3 separate regions of the Mus musculus genome follow, and all the other regions are linked to region 1. The links are chromatin contacts, called in public promoter capture Hi-C maps. All regions are on one chromosome and are shown on one strand. The core of a region is the stretch at or near the end of the contact, and the rest is flanking DNA. Distances in the headings are between cores, read along the strand shown.

Region 1 (5,083 bases), core at 1,342-3,841:
ACATCTGATATCCCAGTCATTTGTGAGCTGCCTGATGTGGATACTGGGAACTAAACTTTGGTCTTCTGCAAGAACAGTACCTGCTCTTAACTTCTGAGCCATCTCTCTAGCCCCCATCTCATATTTTTAAAGTGAGCTTCTGAGTCTTCTCTCCCTGATGTGGGCCATGTGACCTATGCAACAACAGCCAAGCAGTGATGTCCACTTTGTCTCTCCTGTTGGATTCTGTCTGTATGTACACTAAGGAACAACTGAGTAACTCAGGCTCATGTGCTCTGACCTCCTTAAATATTTCTGCAGAGAGACCTTGCACATACACACCTGTACCCTATGCCCTCACACCCTATTGTATACCTCTTTGCTCTGCGGCCTGAACTGTTGTCCGCGCTATTGCCTGCTCTATGTCTGTGTTTGAAGAAGAGAGGCAGGAAAGAGAATACATTGCTGAATCCCCTCCCTGTGCCTGTCCCTGACTCTCGCTGCCTCTCTGGTGGGGAGGGTCTGCCCGGCAAGCAGCATTTTCTTCTGGTGCCTCTTGCAGGCTTCCTTTGCAAAATCTAGCATGTGGTTTCAGGGTGCAGTTTTCTTGACCACTTTTAAAAGTTAATTGTCTTAGACCGAGTTTTTAAAAATATCCTGTAGCATATCTGTAGTACTCAGAGTGCGAATCAGAAGACAAATGCTGTTTCTGAGAAAGCTTCAAAGAAATAACTGGTTTTTATCTTTCTCCATCCTTTTCCGCTGCAAACCCACCAGGGTCTCCTTCTGAGCATGCTTGTTCTATAAATAGAACAGCAGGTCTCTTTGGGCAGCCCAGGCTTGCAGGCTCTGGTCTACTTACTGAAACATATTTTTGTGACTGTGTGTGCTTGTCTGTGTATATGGGTGATGGCGTAGATTGTGTTTTAATTTTGCTTTTTTTCCTCTTTTGTAAGAAAAACTAGCAGCAGATACAAAAATACTTTTGTATCTCTTCTTTAATGATAATTTGTAACTTTTCTGGGTTGACCTGTTGGTTTTGTGGCCTTATTTTTATTTTAAAATTTGTACTTAGGAAAGAAATGGAAGCAATTTCTTCCCCTTCCAAGGTAAGGAAGCTGAGTTGGGGTGAGGAGGGCTCTAAGTGAGTCCTTTAATGTCCACAGGAGAGGGTCTCTGTGTGTGCTTCAGGCATGCGTGGATGGTTATGTACAGATGTATTTAACAGGAATGCCATCCATGCAAGCTTGGAACTGGAAAGGGCACTCAGAATCAAAGCTGGTTCTAGCTCCTCCATACTGCAGATTGGATTGTGTCCTGGCCTTAGGTCCTTGTTTTGCTGTAGTGGCAGTAGCTGGATGTGCTTCTTCCTTGGTTTGTGGCATCATGCTATGTTTCCCTTGATATTTTTTAACTGCCTGGAAATAGGCTAAGTGGTGCTTTCAGAAGTAAGAGGTGAAGGTAAATTCTCAAGAGGGCAGCTGGTATAGTACCAGGTAGGATCCACAGAGTACATTCTAGTGAGCCTGTGAATAAATGTGAGCACGTGCACCCCGCCTGGCTGGTTAGAAGGTGCCTAAGGAAGATGCCTTGTGTCAGAAGGAGGAGAGGAAATCTCAGGCACCATATAATGGCCTGTGCTCTGCTGGTCTGTGGACCCCAAACCTGGTTTTGTGTGTTTAAGGAGTGAAGGAGCTGGGGTTTGGTTTAATATTTTTCTCTCTCTCTATCTTTCTTCCCTGAGATACAGGATGGTGGAAACTTAGTTATACAGTGTGCTGTCTTTTTATTTTGGCACGATTGGATGACCCAAGGTTTCTGTGTCTTGTTTACTCTGGTTTTATGTTAGGAAGTTTAAAGTATCCTTAAATGCCAGGTGGTGGTGGTGGTGCATGCTTTTAATCCCAGCACTTGGGAGGCAGAGACAGGTGGATTTTATGAGTTTCAGGGCAGTCTAGTGTACAGAGCAAGTTCCAAGACAGCCAGGGCTACACAGAAACCCTGTCCCGAAAAACCAAGAAAACCCCTGCCTCGAAAAACTTAAAAAAAAAATTCAGATGTCTAGGTGCTTCATACATACACTATTTCAAAAGTTGTTTACAGGGCAAAGCTGTATAACTGTAGTATAAGGAAAGTGCTGAATATGGAGTTGAGTTCTTATTCTTCTGGACATTATTTATTGTTGTTATTTTTTTTTTTTTTTCTTTGCAGTGCTGGGGATGGAACCCTGGGCCTTGAGTGTGCTAGACAAACATTCTATACTGAGCTATACCAGGCCTGTTATTAGTGTTGACTGCATTGCTGACTCTGAGTGGTTCAGGGCATCTTGCCATTCCTTGAGTGTTTGATTTTCATGTAGTAAGTTAGGATCAGTGTTCACTGGGAGCCAAGTACATGGGACCATGCTCTGACTTGCTGTTATCTGAGCAGGGGAAGTTCTCTAGGGAGAAGGGAATATTTCCTGTAGTATAATGGGCTTGTCAGTATCATGGGGGTGGGGGAGTGGGGAATAGAGAGGACAGAGATGAGTGTCAGATGCCTATGTTGACCTCAGAACCATGCACAGGGCTGAGTAGAACACAGGCCTAGAGCCACACTGAAACTCAGAGCAGTGAACGTGAACAGTTTTGGCAACAAGATCCTGAGAAATGGCAGGAGGCCAGAGAACACGAAGGCAGGGCCAAGAATAGCTGAAAATTACCAAATGCTGAAGCTGGAGAATGCACTGGTCTTTGTTGTCCCCCAGCTGCTACTTCCTGGAGTCCCTCGAACCTCAGTTTCTCCTTTGCTAATCTGTTGGGCATAGTTAGGAAACACCTTGAGTCTCTAAGGCCTGTTCTGTTAGAGAAATGGTATACCCCTTGCTTCTCCCTTGGCAGCACAGTGCTTATATGGCCAGTGTTGAGGTCAAGGTCTGTGAGAGAACAAGAACTGTTCTTCTGGTAGGCTGCTTGGCCCCTTAGGGGCACAACCTTGTTCATCAGTCACAACAGGCTGTTTCAGGGCAATGGGCACCTCAGAAATGCAGCTCACAGTGTGCTTTTGTGCTTTCAGACCATCCTCAAAGAAGGCATGCTGACCAAACAGAACAACTCGTTCCAGCGATCCAAGAGGAGGTACTTTAAGCTTCGAGGGCGAACACTTTACTATGCTAAAACTGCAAAGGTGAGGCACTGTTAGAGGACCTCCTCAGGAGCCTCATTAGGAGCTCAGTACTCATGCACAGGATAAATACTTGCATACCAGTTATTTCCTGGTAGGGTTGTTTGTTGTTTGTTCGTCTGTTCGTTTTGGTCATGTTGGAATTGAACACAGAGCCTTGGATGTGGTATTCACAGTCTACCACTGAACTATAGCCCCATCTCATCTGGCTTGTAATAAATAGTAGGTGTCAGATTTTATTTGTCACTAAGCATGCTTTATTTTTCATAAAAATTATTTCTGTTCCTTTCCCCTTTCTCTGAAAATGGAAAAATGGTCACATAACTAACTCTATTACAGTTAGCTTCCTTTCAGAAAGATGGGAACCACAGGCTCGTGAATCTTTTTTATGGGCTAAGAGCTACTCTGGTCATCGGGCATCTTAGTGTGTGAACAAAAATATGTAGGTCTTTATCTCTAGGCTTCCCAGCTGCTGGCCCTGGGTGGTGAGTTCCTGCCCTGTTAAGACTCAAAGCTGGACTCCTTAGGCAGGTGTCAGAGGAGCAGCTGGGATGTTGCTGTCAACTTCAAACCCCAGTGTGCAGGCTGGAAGGCCTAACATGGCTCAGTGTTGGTGGCAGTTCTAATACTCGGGCAAAAAGAAAAGTCTGGAATGATAAGCATCCCTAGAGAGTTAGTGTGCTGAAATGAGGAATGGAGCAAGGCAGCATGGCTAGAAGGGTTCTCACCACAGCCATGGCTATTTTAGTCCTATTGGTGGGGGTGGGGAAGGTTTTCTTAGTTGTTAGTCTTTCTTTCAGGGATTCCAGATAGAGTCATCTTAGAATAGAGGGCACAGTGAAATAAACTGGAGGTAGGGGCTGTGGCTTGGACGTTAGTGGGGAGAGGAATAGAGGCAGCCCCTAGAACTGGCTGGACTCTGCAGGACTGAATTCCTCATGCTCTATTCCTTGGCTTTCTTTATGGTGGTATGGGTTATTCTCATGGGGTCTGTCTCTTGTCCCTATAGTATTTGTTTTAGTTGGAACTTTTTTCCAATTATTTTGCTGGAGAAACCCAAACCAGAGGGATCCTCTAACTCTGGATCCTGACTGGCTGTCTCATACCTAATCTGGAAGCACAAGAAAGAAAGGTCAGCATTGGTATACATACCCACTAATGAACTCTGGAGTGAAAGCCACAGACTACCTGTGATCCATGCTCTTTGGGAGAGGCAGGCAGACAGGTGGTTGCATGAATTTCGCATGGTGTATTGATCAGATGTTGAGGTTTCAAGGAACCTGAGCTTGTAGGTGTGGGTAGGGAGAATCTGGGCAGCACCACCAGTGCTTGGATGTGCTTGCCCTGGCTTGCCTGAAATCCTCTGTTTGCATCTCTCTCCAGTCGATTATATTTGATGAGGTAGACCTGACTGATGCCAGCGTAGCAGAATCCAGCACCAAAAATGTCAACAACAGTTTTACGGTAAGATTCTAAGCCACACCCTTATCCTTCTCCAAGGCTGCATTTCTTTCTCGTTGGAATGTGGCATGAAGTACTTCAGAGTTTCTCATCCCCTTCATGATGAATTTCTGGTAAATGTTGGATTTCATGCTGAAAGCAGTACTGTGGCTGGAGAATAATCAGAACATGGTAATGTAAGCACAAAGCAAGAAGGTCCAAATGAAATGTTTTTAATGTTGCTGCTTATACATTAACATTTTTGTACAGAAGCTTGGTTGCTTCTTTCTTTCTCTTTCCCTCTTTCTTTCCCTCTCTTTCCCTCTTTCTTTCCCTCTTTCTTTCCCTCTCTTTCCCTCTCTTTCCCCCTTTCCCTCTTTCTCTCTTTCTCTCTTTCTCTCCCTCTCCTTCCTTCTTTTTCTTTTTTTTTTTGTTTTTGAGGCAGGGTCACTCTATATAGTTCTGGTTTCCCTGGAACTAGCTGTTCCAGGCTGGTGTTTGA
Region 2 (5,083 bases), core at 1,673-4,172, 110 kb before region 1:
TGTCCAAGGATTTCAGAGTACCTCACTTAGAACAGTGATGCAGTTGTCCCTTGGTGTCAGTAGACCCCATATCTTTGCATTTCCTTAGGAAGCCAAAGTCACCTAAAGATAACAGAAGACTTAGACTTAAGCGTCTGCAGACTGTGATAGTCACTGCATTTCTTCTTGTTTTTGTTTTGTGGCTGGGTTAATAAGATAGTTTACTACAGGAAGCTAAGTCAGCCATAACTAGCCCTGGGATCAGCTTGAAGCACTTTTTTGTCCTAAGCAGCCATGGTTCTTTGCAGGCCGGTTTTCTTTTGTGTGAGAGAGAGCTCTTGCCACAGTTTACAGGTAGCTCCCACAAGGGATCTAACTTTGGTCATTATAGGCTTTTAACTGGCCCTGGAGCCTTTTTATAGTGGGGGAGCTCGTCAGTATTTAGGGTGGGTATTTGGGTGTCTTTGGCCATACTAACTGTCATTTGAAAAGGCTTACACATTCCTTGGTGTGGGGAGGGGCGTGCGTCCATGCAGATGTACTGTGCTGTGACTTGCTCGCTGATCCTGAAGTTAGTGGCACTGAACACAAGGCCCAGAGATCCCGTCTGTTCTCCCACAGGGGTTGTAGGCATGCGTCATGCTGGGCCTTTTCTGTAGATGCTGGAATCTGAGCTCAGATCCTCCTGCTTGTGGCACTGAGCACTCTTCCACTGAGCCACCTCTTCAGTCCTGAACTGAATATTCAAATATGCCTTCAGAACTGAAACTTTGTTGAAAGTAAAACATGTCGCTTTCATAAGCGGGCACAATTTTACGTTTCGCATGTTCATTTCATTTTTGCAAACAGGAGGCGTCAAGCACGGCTGCAGAAGGAGCTTGCAGAAGCAGCAAAGGAACCTCTACCTGTTGAACAGTGAGTATAGAGAAATTACTCAGGTCTATGTTCTTAATGATTTTTTTATGGTTTTATTTCTTTAAAAGCTAAAAAGATATTTTATTTTACTATGGGGAGGTTTTAGGGATTGGAACTACAGCCACAGCTCAAAGTTAAAATATTAAAGGCAGAAAAGAAAAATATATTATCACCACTGAACAGGCAGTCAGCACATGGCCATTTCAGTTAATTTCACTCTGGTGGCTTCTTGCTGCACTTAGAAATAATGTACTGAACATGGTCTTTGACAGTATTTAAAATCAGTTACTTGGGATAAAATTTTAAAGTAATATGTGTTGGCTTAGGACTTTTGGATATTTCCCCAAATTACTTTCTAAGAAATTTTCCTTGTTGACAGCAGTCAGCTGTTCATGACTAACTTCCTGCACACAGAGCCGCCTTACGGTTTCTGTGGACACTCGGATCATTGGCCTTTCTCTTATCAGATGATTACATGATCATGTAATCTGTGCTGTGCTATCAGTCTCTTACTCTCTTGGTCTGTCACCTTAGTGGAAGTTTGTCCAGTTTTTTTAAGCATAAGTGAGGTCAGTGATCTCTGCAAAAAGAAATGAAATTGAATCAGCTCTCCCTAGTCCACCTGCTAATGAAGATGGAGAGCCTGGCACTGGAAGGTCTGTTAAGTGGTGGGTGTTTCAGTAATCGTCCTCTCTGCTCTGATTCAGGATGGGTTTTCTGCTGGAATATCTTAGCTTCAGACCTACTGTTACGTAAACGTGTATTGGCTCCTGGGCTGAGAGGTCTCAGCAGTTTAAAATGCTTGTTCTTGCTGAGTGCCCACATGGTGGCTCACAGCCATCTCTCTATCTCCAGCTATAAGACCCAGTGCCCTCTTCTGACCTCCTACATACATACATGCAGGCTAAACATACATAAGTAAACTTACATTTTTAAAAAATAGAATTTTTATTGCTTTCTTTTAAGTGAAGAGGAGTGGTTTAAACCCGAGCTGTCCACCCATACACCCCCTCCTTGAAGAAATGAAAGTTGTTCTGCTAAACCTTTGCTCTAGAAGGAGAGAACATGAATGTGTGTGTCTCCTGACCTCAATGGAGAAAACTGGTCTTGGTGTATTTTTTCATACCCACAAAGTAAATAAATGGGTTGCTCTTGCGCGTGCTCGATTGGCCAGGAAGAACAACGCTGCAACAGGATCCTTCTGCACACATTTATTGGGAGAGCTTGATTGTAGAGGCGAAAAGACCCCGAGCCCAGAACTGGTGCTGCTTTTATAGGCCTAGGAGAGGCGTGTCTTACACCCGGATTGGTTATGTACTACGCCTCATTTGCATGTTCCTCATCTGATTGGCTACTCTCTCTCAGTACCTCACAGAACCTCATTATCATACCTCATTTGCATGTCTCACATCTGATTGGTTACTCTCTCAGTAGCTTACAGAACCTCATTATCATACCTCATTTGCATGTCTCACATCTGATTGGTTATACTCTCAGTACCTTACAGAACCTCATTATCATGCCCGGGCCAGGCAGTGTCTTTGCAAAAAACTTTACTGCATATGTACACATTGGTTGTTTGTCCAAACTTATGCGTGGTGGCCAGCAGTAGTCAGTGCCACTCTGCAACGGCACATGTGGCTTCCCACAGGTTGCCTAAAAATGAGATTTGGTTACTTTAAAAAGAAAAACAAGAAAAAAAGGTAGTGTCATGTCTTGCCTCTTGTTTGCCAATGTAACCAGGTGACTAGATGAAAAGGATCCAGCATCCTGCCCAGGACTCCACATAGAGAGCTTGTGCTGAAATGCAAATCTGGGAGGGCCTGCTAAAGAGGCTTCCCTAGTCTGTGTGCTCCTCAGGGCTGTGCCAGTGTGGGTTGGAAACATGCACGTTTTGGGCTAGAGGTGATGACTTGGCAGGTCCTGGTATTTTCTGGGGTGTTGAAACCCCATCAGAGCATGACTGTAGACTCAGCTCCTCTTGCCGTCTTTCTCCTTTGACTCTCAAACTCTAGGTCTAGGAAAGCCAGCCAAGTAGGAAACCAGGCACAGCCATGTTCTTTATTCTCTTCTCTACCCCAGCCAAGAGTGTGAGGCAGTTCTGTGTAATCCTAGAGTAAATAAGGGAAAAATCAATTTACTTGGCCTTGGTGTAACAGGTTCTTAAGTATATATGCTCATTATCCAGACAGTCACTGAAAGGAAAAACAAATCTAGCCTTCACATTCCTAAGCCTCCAAACAGGAAGTGGTGGTGATCTCTTAATTTATTAAGCTATTTTGCTCATGAAGATTGCAACACAAGTGATCATTAATATCAAAATAATTGCTTGCCTCCCATACCATCAGGAAAGAATTGACCTACAAGAATATGTAGGGAGAGGAATTCCAGAGGTGCCTGGCATCCGCTGGGATAAAGGAGCATGGGTATCACAGGAAGTGTGCAGACTCTAGCCATCAGAAGCACACACGTTTAGGTTTTGCTTTGGGAAATTCTTTATTCTCATTTGGCACTGTTGGTTTTGAGTAGGTACAACCGTTAGTTTCTCACATCGTGGAGTTCCCTTTTCTTCTTCACCATCACTTTGCAACCAAGTCTCCAGAGAGAATCCATCAATAGAATGTGGTACTGGCCTTTGCACACCTCCTGTTTGGCACAATGACAGATGCTCTTTCATTTCTTTCCAGGGATGATGACATTGAAGTCATTGTGGATGAGACCTCAGACCACACAGAAGAGACCTCTCCCGTCCGAGCTGTCAGCAGAGCAGCTACGTGAGTGGACTGGCTGGGTGGGCGAAAGGCAAGCGCCAGCATCACTGTGACTGCTCATTTGTGGACATGAGAACCTAGTCATATGTACCCAGAGCCCCCACGCCCTGTCCACCCCACAGAGAGGAGAGTGGAAGGGAGACAGGGTACCAGTGGCCTAACATTTCTAACACAAACAGGTACAATGGCCTTCTGAGAGATGAGTGAACCGTTAAACTTTATTATACATAGTGATGAGAGCCTAGGACACAAGGACAGATACTTAGGGTCTTGTTAAAGTAGAGCTGAAAGAATGCATTGGATTTACCATGAGTACCCAGAAGTGTTTAGGTATGTTAGACAGATTCCTTGTCATTTGCAGGAAGATCAGGTTAATCCTGAGAGCCTTTTGTTTCTTTAAGACAGTAGGCTGGGTTTTCCTTCTCCCTCCTTACTATTTCCTGGTGGTTCAAATGCTGTGTTGAGTTTGTCTTGGCTGGGATTTGGGAATGGAAAGTGTATTCCCAGGTACTTATTTTTAGGGGCTGTTTTGATTTGGGGCAAAATGTTTCTAAGGTTTAAACCTATCCTCCCCTCCTCTTTAGTAAGCGACTCTCGCAGCCTGCTGGAGGCCTTCTGGATTCTATCACTAATATCTTTGGGTAGGTTAGAAGACCTTCACCTTTCCTTTTGAAAATGTGTAAATATTCCTAAGCATATGTATGTGATGTATTATTTTTAATGTACACCAGAATTTCAGTGGTTCCAAGAACAAGGATGCCTTAATTCAGCTTGTCGTTTAGCTTCTTCCTCTTTCTGCAACTTCCTTTCTTTTTATCTTGCTGCGAGCTGATCTATGGCCTTTCCCTTTAGTCTGTCCGAATCTCCCCTTTTGGGACATCATTCTTCTGATGCTGCCAGGTGAAAATATTACCCTCTCAGCCCAGCATGTGAGTGTGGGTTATTGATAATCGTGCTGATCACGCTGTGCTGCCCGCAATCATCGATGTCCACATGCTAACCAGGATGCTTTGCATGCTCCTAGGAATGAATGCTGGAGCCCTGGAGCTGGGCAGTCAGGTTGGGCTCCATGCAGTCATTGCGCTCTTGATGCTCTTCTCTTAGCATGCCTTTGACTTTGCCTTGACCACAGTGTAAAAACTGAGGGTGGTTGTAAATAGGCATGGAAATCGTAAGCGTAAAACAGTATTTCAAAGTGCCAGGAGTTCGCCTCTAAGCTAGCTAGTGTGTTAGGTCGAGACGGTTTTCCCACAGTTGACTGACAGGGAAGCAGCTTTCATTTGAGACTGCTTCAGTGCTGGGTTTTGGAGCCCATGAGTTAGCAAACAAGAAGTAAGGTATGGCTAACTCTTTCTTGTCATTTGAGTGAGATGGTATGAACCCTGAATTTTGGAGGGTCTAGAAAGACAACAGCTATT
Region 3 (5,083 bases), core at 1,646-4,145, 81 kb after region 1:
CTCCCAGCTCAACATTTTAGATATTTAGAATTTTATATCAACTATTCAAACATTTAAAGATCATTGTGCAAAGTTCAATAGGACTCTATGAAATTATGAATAAAAAAGCAGAACCCATATGTGATCCTTGAGATATGGTAAATGAATCCAAACATGGAATATGAGTTTAAAACACTGAAGGGATGTGACCCTTCAGGGGAGAGCATAAAGGATGTGCGTCCTCCGTAACTCGAAGCTTATACATATGCGAATTTTGAACCCCCTTTCCCCTCAGACAGGGTCTCACTGTCCTCCTGTGCCAACCTTGGTTACAGAGCATTTCTTAGGAGGATGCACAAGGGAGCCATGGCTACGACTCTTGCTTTTCATTTGAGAGCTTTATCATCTGACCAACAGCTTCCTATACTGCCTGAATTTCTAATACGTGAATGTCATTTATCTGAAGATTGGAATTGGAAACATTTTGCTTTATCATTTTGCCTTTTTGAATTAAAAACGAATAAAGAAAAGCAGTGATGTGGAACGCTTGTTAAAAAAAAAAGCATCACAACAGGCTGGGCAGAGGCTCAGGATAAGGTGCTTGCTGCAAGTCTGACTTGAGTTTGGACGCTAGCGCCTATGCAGACAGACAAGCCACCCCTGACAAGCTGACTGGCCAGCCTAGCTGAATTGACCAGCTTCAAGTTCAATGAGAGATGATGCCTCAGTATATACAGTGAAAAGGATAATAACTGACATCAACTGTAGGCTTCAATATGCATGTGAACACACATGTCCCCCACATGTGTCCACAAACATACAAACACTCCCCAATGTGCATCACATGCACACGCATGCACGCACGCACGCGCACACACACACGGACACACAAGGACATAGTAAAATGAGCCCTTTCACTTTCTAAGAGGACTGTCATTTGGAATGTGTCAGGAAAACACACAATACAGACTAAAAAGGTCTTTTAAAAACATATTTACCTTTTAATAATCCTACTTTAGAGAATTTAAGTACTAAATTCTAATTATGGATCAGTATTTTTTAGGCAAAAAGATAAAACAAAATGTTAGCATTGACAGCAGCCCACAATTGTAACTCCAGTTTCAGGAGATCTGGCGCTCTCTTCTAGCCTCTGTGAGTAATAGGCACACACATGGTATCCAGCCATACATACAGGCAAATACCCATACACAAAAAATAAATAAAATAAACATTTTAAAAAAACAAAAACTAAAAACAAGATGAATTTATAATACTGAAAATATAAGAAATTAAAGAGCAGTAAATTATTAGTTTTGATGTAATGGTAATTTCTGGACTTCTGATGGGGTTAAAATATTAAATATAAAGCCTGGTATGGTGGACCCTTTTTAAGCCCAGCACTCAGGAGGCAGAGGCGGGTGGATTTCTTTGGGTTCAAGGCCAGCCTGGTCTATTCAGCAAGTTCCAGGCCAGCCAAGAGTATATAGTGAAAACCCGTCTCAAAAATAAGTTAAATATAAAAATGGAAGACATAACATTCTCTATATCACTGATTTTAAATATAATTTTAATTTAATCACATATATATATATATAATATATAATGATTTTAATTATATTTTACGTATAGCTATTTTAATTTTATTTAGAAATTAGGAAGGAAATCTGCTTGACTGATAAGCTTTTTTGCAAAGCTGTCTATTTTTTTTTTTTTTGTAATGACTGCCTATATTTTCTCATTCCCTATTATCATAGTAATCAGAAAACAGTAACTTACTTACAAAACGGCCATTTAGAAACAGTATCTTACCGGAGGAGGAAGTTTCCCTTCAGTTAAAAGCAAAGTATCCCCAGAACGTATCATAAGCTCTTTCAGTGTTGCATCCTGGGAACACAGAAATTCTTTTTGTCACTTCTGAAATGAACAAAGAGACCATTGGATCTTTAAAAGTTTTATACTTCTATTATCTTCTCAAGAGATAAACAACCAAGCAGACACTGAAGACAAAGGAGATAAAACTAAGACTATGAATCAGAATACCATTATGTCTTAAGCTATGGGCACAGAACAGAAGAGCCACAAAGGATCTGAGGAAAGAGACAACAATTTGTGGAATGTAAGATGTCAGTGATTCTTGGAAAAAATGGCTGGGTTTGGAAACTAGAGGAAATAAGATAAAGAACTTTGTCAGGGGATAGGAGTTGGGGGTGGAGATAAAAAGAGGAACAAAGGGAAAGTCAGGGCTGACAACAGTCAAGAGCTGAGAGGCAGGAAGGCCCGAGTGCACAGCATCGGGTGGCAGGCAGCTGGACGTGAAGCACGGCAGAGAGTGAGCACTGCCTGGGGTGCAGGACAGAAATGACCACTGAAGATGGTTTGGGCTATGTATGAGGGGCTATGTGGGGACCACTTGCCAGGCCAGGAAAGCTGAGAAGTAATTTAGTTCAGAGGAAACAGCTCTCAAGGTCAAGCAGTGCGTGGTACTCTGGCAGTAGAAAGGGGCAAGGAGAGTAGAAAGGCCAGGACCAAATCTAAGAAAGACAAAGAAGAGACTGCCAAGTTTGAAAGGGACTTCAGCTTTGAAAACTATGAGCTTTGAGATGAACTGTCTAATACTGATTTGGGGACTGATTATGAAGAAAATACCCAGGCATGGTGGTGGATGCCTGTAATCCCAGCACTTGAAAGGCAGAGACAGGAGGGAGGAAGTCTGAGGCCAGCATCAGTTTGTTGTAATAGCCTGTCTCTGGAAAAACAGACAGTTGTGGGGCAAGTTGTGTCACCAGACAAAAATTGGAATGGTTGAGCAGATTCAGAAATCCTTACTTCTCGTATCTGAGAATGGTATACACGCCATTTACTCTCAAACCTGGCTACTGTACTGGAACATGTGACCGTGACACCGCACATGAGGATTGTGACCACTAGTCACTTAGCACAGAACAGAGTTCTCCATGCTAATGAGTTATCTAGATGGGCCAGCCAATAAGCTTCCCCTCCCAGACACCCCCTTTAATCTCTGGCCCACCCTGACTAAGTCATAGGGACCAATTTTCCAAGATGAACAATGAATAAACAGTTTGGAAAAAGACTGCCTCTCTCATCAAGAACTGCTGTGGGGGAAGCCTTCATCATACAGAACCATGCTGCTTAAGTCTCCTGCAGAAGGCTCCTTCTGCCCTTCGGACACAAAACTCACCCCTGAGCTAAGCTGGAGTTTTCCCCACTCCCATGGCCAGCCTGGGTGGCCCCCTCATTCCCAACTCTATATGGTTCCTAGTGGTGACTGGACACTGGGAGTTTGTGAAACCCTGCCTTCTTCACCTCAGCCTGTGCTGTTTCTCACTTGGGCCCCACATCTTAAGCTGCCTTCTGCCTTCTGCTTCCCCCAATGTAGCCTAGTTCCCTCCTGTTTTGTCTGCCGGAGTGGTATTTACAGACCCCAACTGTGGGGTAGAACTCGGACCCACAGACTACTAAGAGGCTACCTAATTTTAACACCTCAGAATTCTCTGAGACCTGCTTCTTACTCTCTTGGGTGCTCAGTGGACTTTACTGACTGGTAAAGTGTCTCAGTGCAAGCCCAGTTGTGCCTTTTTAAAAACATAAACCACTGCTGATCCCTAGACAGACAGGGGGAAGGCACACAGGGCCAGTGTGCTGACTCCAAGACAGCAGGAATGTAGGCGGGGAAGAGTGCTGACCACAGCTATCTAAGATGCCAGAGCTTCATTTGGCTACCTGCTGAGTGTAGATAAGGAGGTCTGATGCAATTTAAGACCAACCAACAGACTACATGGATTCCAACTGCTTAGACAGAATCTTTCCTGCTGCTGGACCATGTAGAGACATTTACTTACAGAAACATTTGTGATCAAAGTATTTGGAGGTTGGAGTTCAAATGTCTTCAAAAGCTTTCCGGCATCCTTGTGCCATCTGCTCTCTGAAATTCTCTGCTTGTTGAACTACTACTCAAGCTTTCCTGCCCACCAGAGGGGTTTGCCACTCATGTCAGACTGTTCCTACCTAGCCCACACTTGCCATTTATCAGAAAACCAGTGGGAAAAAGTGAACATAAATAGACACATTTATAGAGTTTTTTTGTATGCTAAGAAAGAATAAAACTTTTCTTTATTTTAGAATTGCTCCTACAATGGGAAGAGGGAATTGTGTATGAAACTATGGAATAAGCTTAACCATTTTTTAAGAGTAAAATGTAGAAGGGATGGGCTGGCAAGATGGCTCAGTGGGTAGGGGAGCTTGCTACCAAGCCAGGAGAACTTGGACCCACAACATAAAGGCAGAATGAGAGAACTGACTGCATGAAGTTGTCCTTTAGACACCACATGCCTGCTAGGCACATGTGGCATGTTCCCCCTCCCCATCACACACACAATATAGTAATAAGGTAAAATATTTGGAAAACGTAGAGAAAGGCTCTTACCTCTTCACATAAAGGTTCACCAGCTTCATAGCACCAATCCATTTTCCTTAAGTGCCAAATCTCTCCTAGGAAGGAATTAGCAGCAAGATGAAGAACACTAGAGAAGACACTATAAGAGTTTGCCAGGAACCAACTCCTAGAGACACAGGTATGAAGTGAGGCTCCATCTAGTAGCACACGGTCATTTCTGTCTGAAAATTATGTCCTCCACAATATGAAAAATATTAAGTTGGTTCTTCAATCTGTTTAGTTTGCTTTTTTCCCAGCAAAAACTTGTGAAGCAAAACCATATACTCACTGGGGATGTAGCCCAGGAGCAATACCTACCTGTTTTGAGCAAGCTCCTGAGTCCACACACACAGCCTAGCTGAGCACAACTGAAAAGAACATGCAACCATAGTGCACGTGCTGCTATGCTACACCGGTTACTTGGTAGCTTTGTAACATGTATACGAGATTACACATAACACACACACACACACACACGCACGCACACACGCACGCACGCACGCACGCGTGCACACACACACAAACACACACACTTCTAAGTATAGAATCTCTTCTAAAAGCTCTAGGAAATTGAATTTGATTTTGCTACCGCACCTGAGAAATTTCTAGGGTTTTCAAGGACTTAGCAATTAATCTAACAAAAGTAGACAG

Evidence for each region. Capture Hi-C pulls out chosen DNA fragments and counts their contacts.
Region 2: a contact with region 1 is called in a promoter capture Hi-C map of liver. The contact joins two enhancer-like sites. A contact is called at or near these places in 4 of 39 promoter capture datasets (the C10 cell line, the HPC-7 cell line, liver and 1 more), 1 of 15 datasets of contacts at CTCF or cohesin (large pre-B cells), 8 of 484 Hi-C or Micro-C datasets (CD8 T cells, Th17 cells, bone marrow-derived macrophages and 4 more), 4 of 115 datasets of contacts at active chromatin or transcription factors (the HPC-7 cell line, large pre-B cells, microglia and 1 more) and 4 of 9 other capture datasets (adipose tissue, embryonic stem cells, liver and 1 more).
Region 3: a promoter capture Hi-C map of adipose tissue shows a contact between it and region 1. The contact joins two enhancer-like sites. A contact is called at or near these places in 2 of 484 Hi-C or Micro-C datasets (female germline stem cell-derived STRA8 germ cells and nephron progenitors), 2 of 115 datasets of contacts at active chromatin or transcription factors (the HPC-7 cell line and embryonic stem cells) and 3 of 9 other capture datasets (adipose tissue, liver and pancreatic islet).

Annotation. Positions count from the first base shown.
Region 1 is chr1:87,877,335-87,882,417 of GRCm38.p6, forward strand. Dgkd (diacylglycerol kinase, delta) reads left to right here. Exons shown (of 30, transcript NM_177646.3): 2 at 3,034-3,144; 3 at 4,525-4,605. Among named protein-coding and RNA genes, the nearest start is that of Gm19582, 26 kb to the left of the region's middle. Within about 2 kb of position 2,592, at least 145 of the 459 cell types and tissues checked have an H3K27ac peak or open chromatin away from gene starts, as enhancers often do. A contact at or near this core is called in the HPC-7 cell line, adipose tissue and liver, where this site is marked.
Region 2 is chr1:87,770,564-87,775,646 of GRCm38.p6, forward strand. It overlaps Atg16l1 (autophagy related 16-like 1 (S. cerevisiae)), which reads left to right. Exons shown (of 18, transcript NM_029846.4): 6 at 829-894; 7 at 3,582-3,668; 8 at 4,250-4,306. Among named protein-coding and RNA genes, the nearest start is that of Atg16l1, 17 kb to the left of the region's middle. Within about 2 kb of position 2,923, at least 19 of the 459 cell types and tissues checked have an H3K27ac peak or open chromatin away from gene starts, as enhancers often do. A contact at or near this core is called in adipose tissue and liver, where this site is marked.
Region 3 is chr1:87,958,001-87,963,083 of GRCm38.p6, forward strand. It overlaps Usp40 (ubiquitin specific peptidase 40), which reads right to left. Exons shown (of 32, transcript NM_001198573.1): 23 at 4,424-4,488; 24 at 1,789-1,863. Among named protein-coding and RNA genes, the nearest start is that of Usp40, 48 kb to the right of the region's middle. Within about 2 kb of position 2,896, at least 104 of the 459 cell types and tissues checked have an H3K27ac peak or open chromatin away from gene starts, as enhancers often do. A contact at or near this core is called in the HPC-7 cell line and adipose tissue, where this site is marked.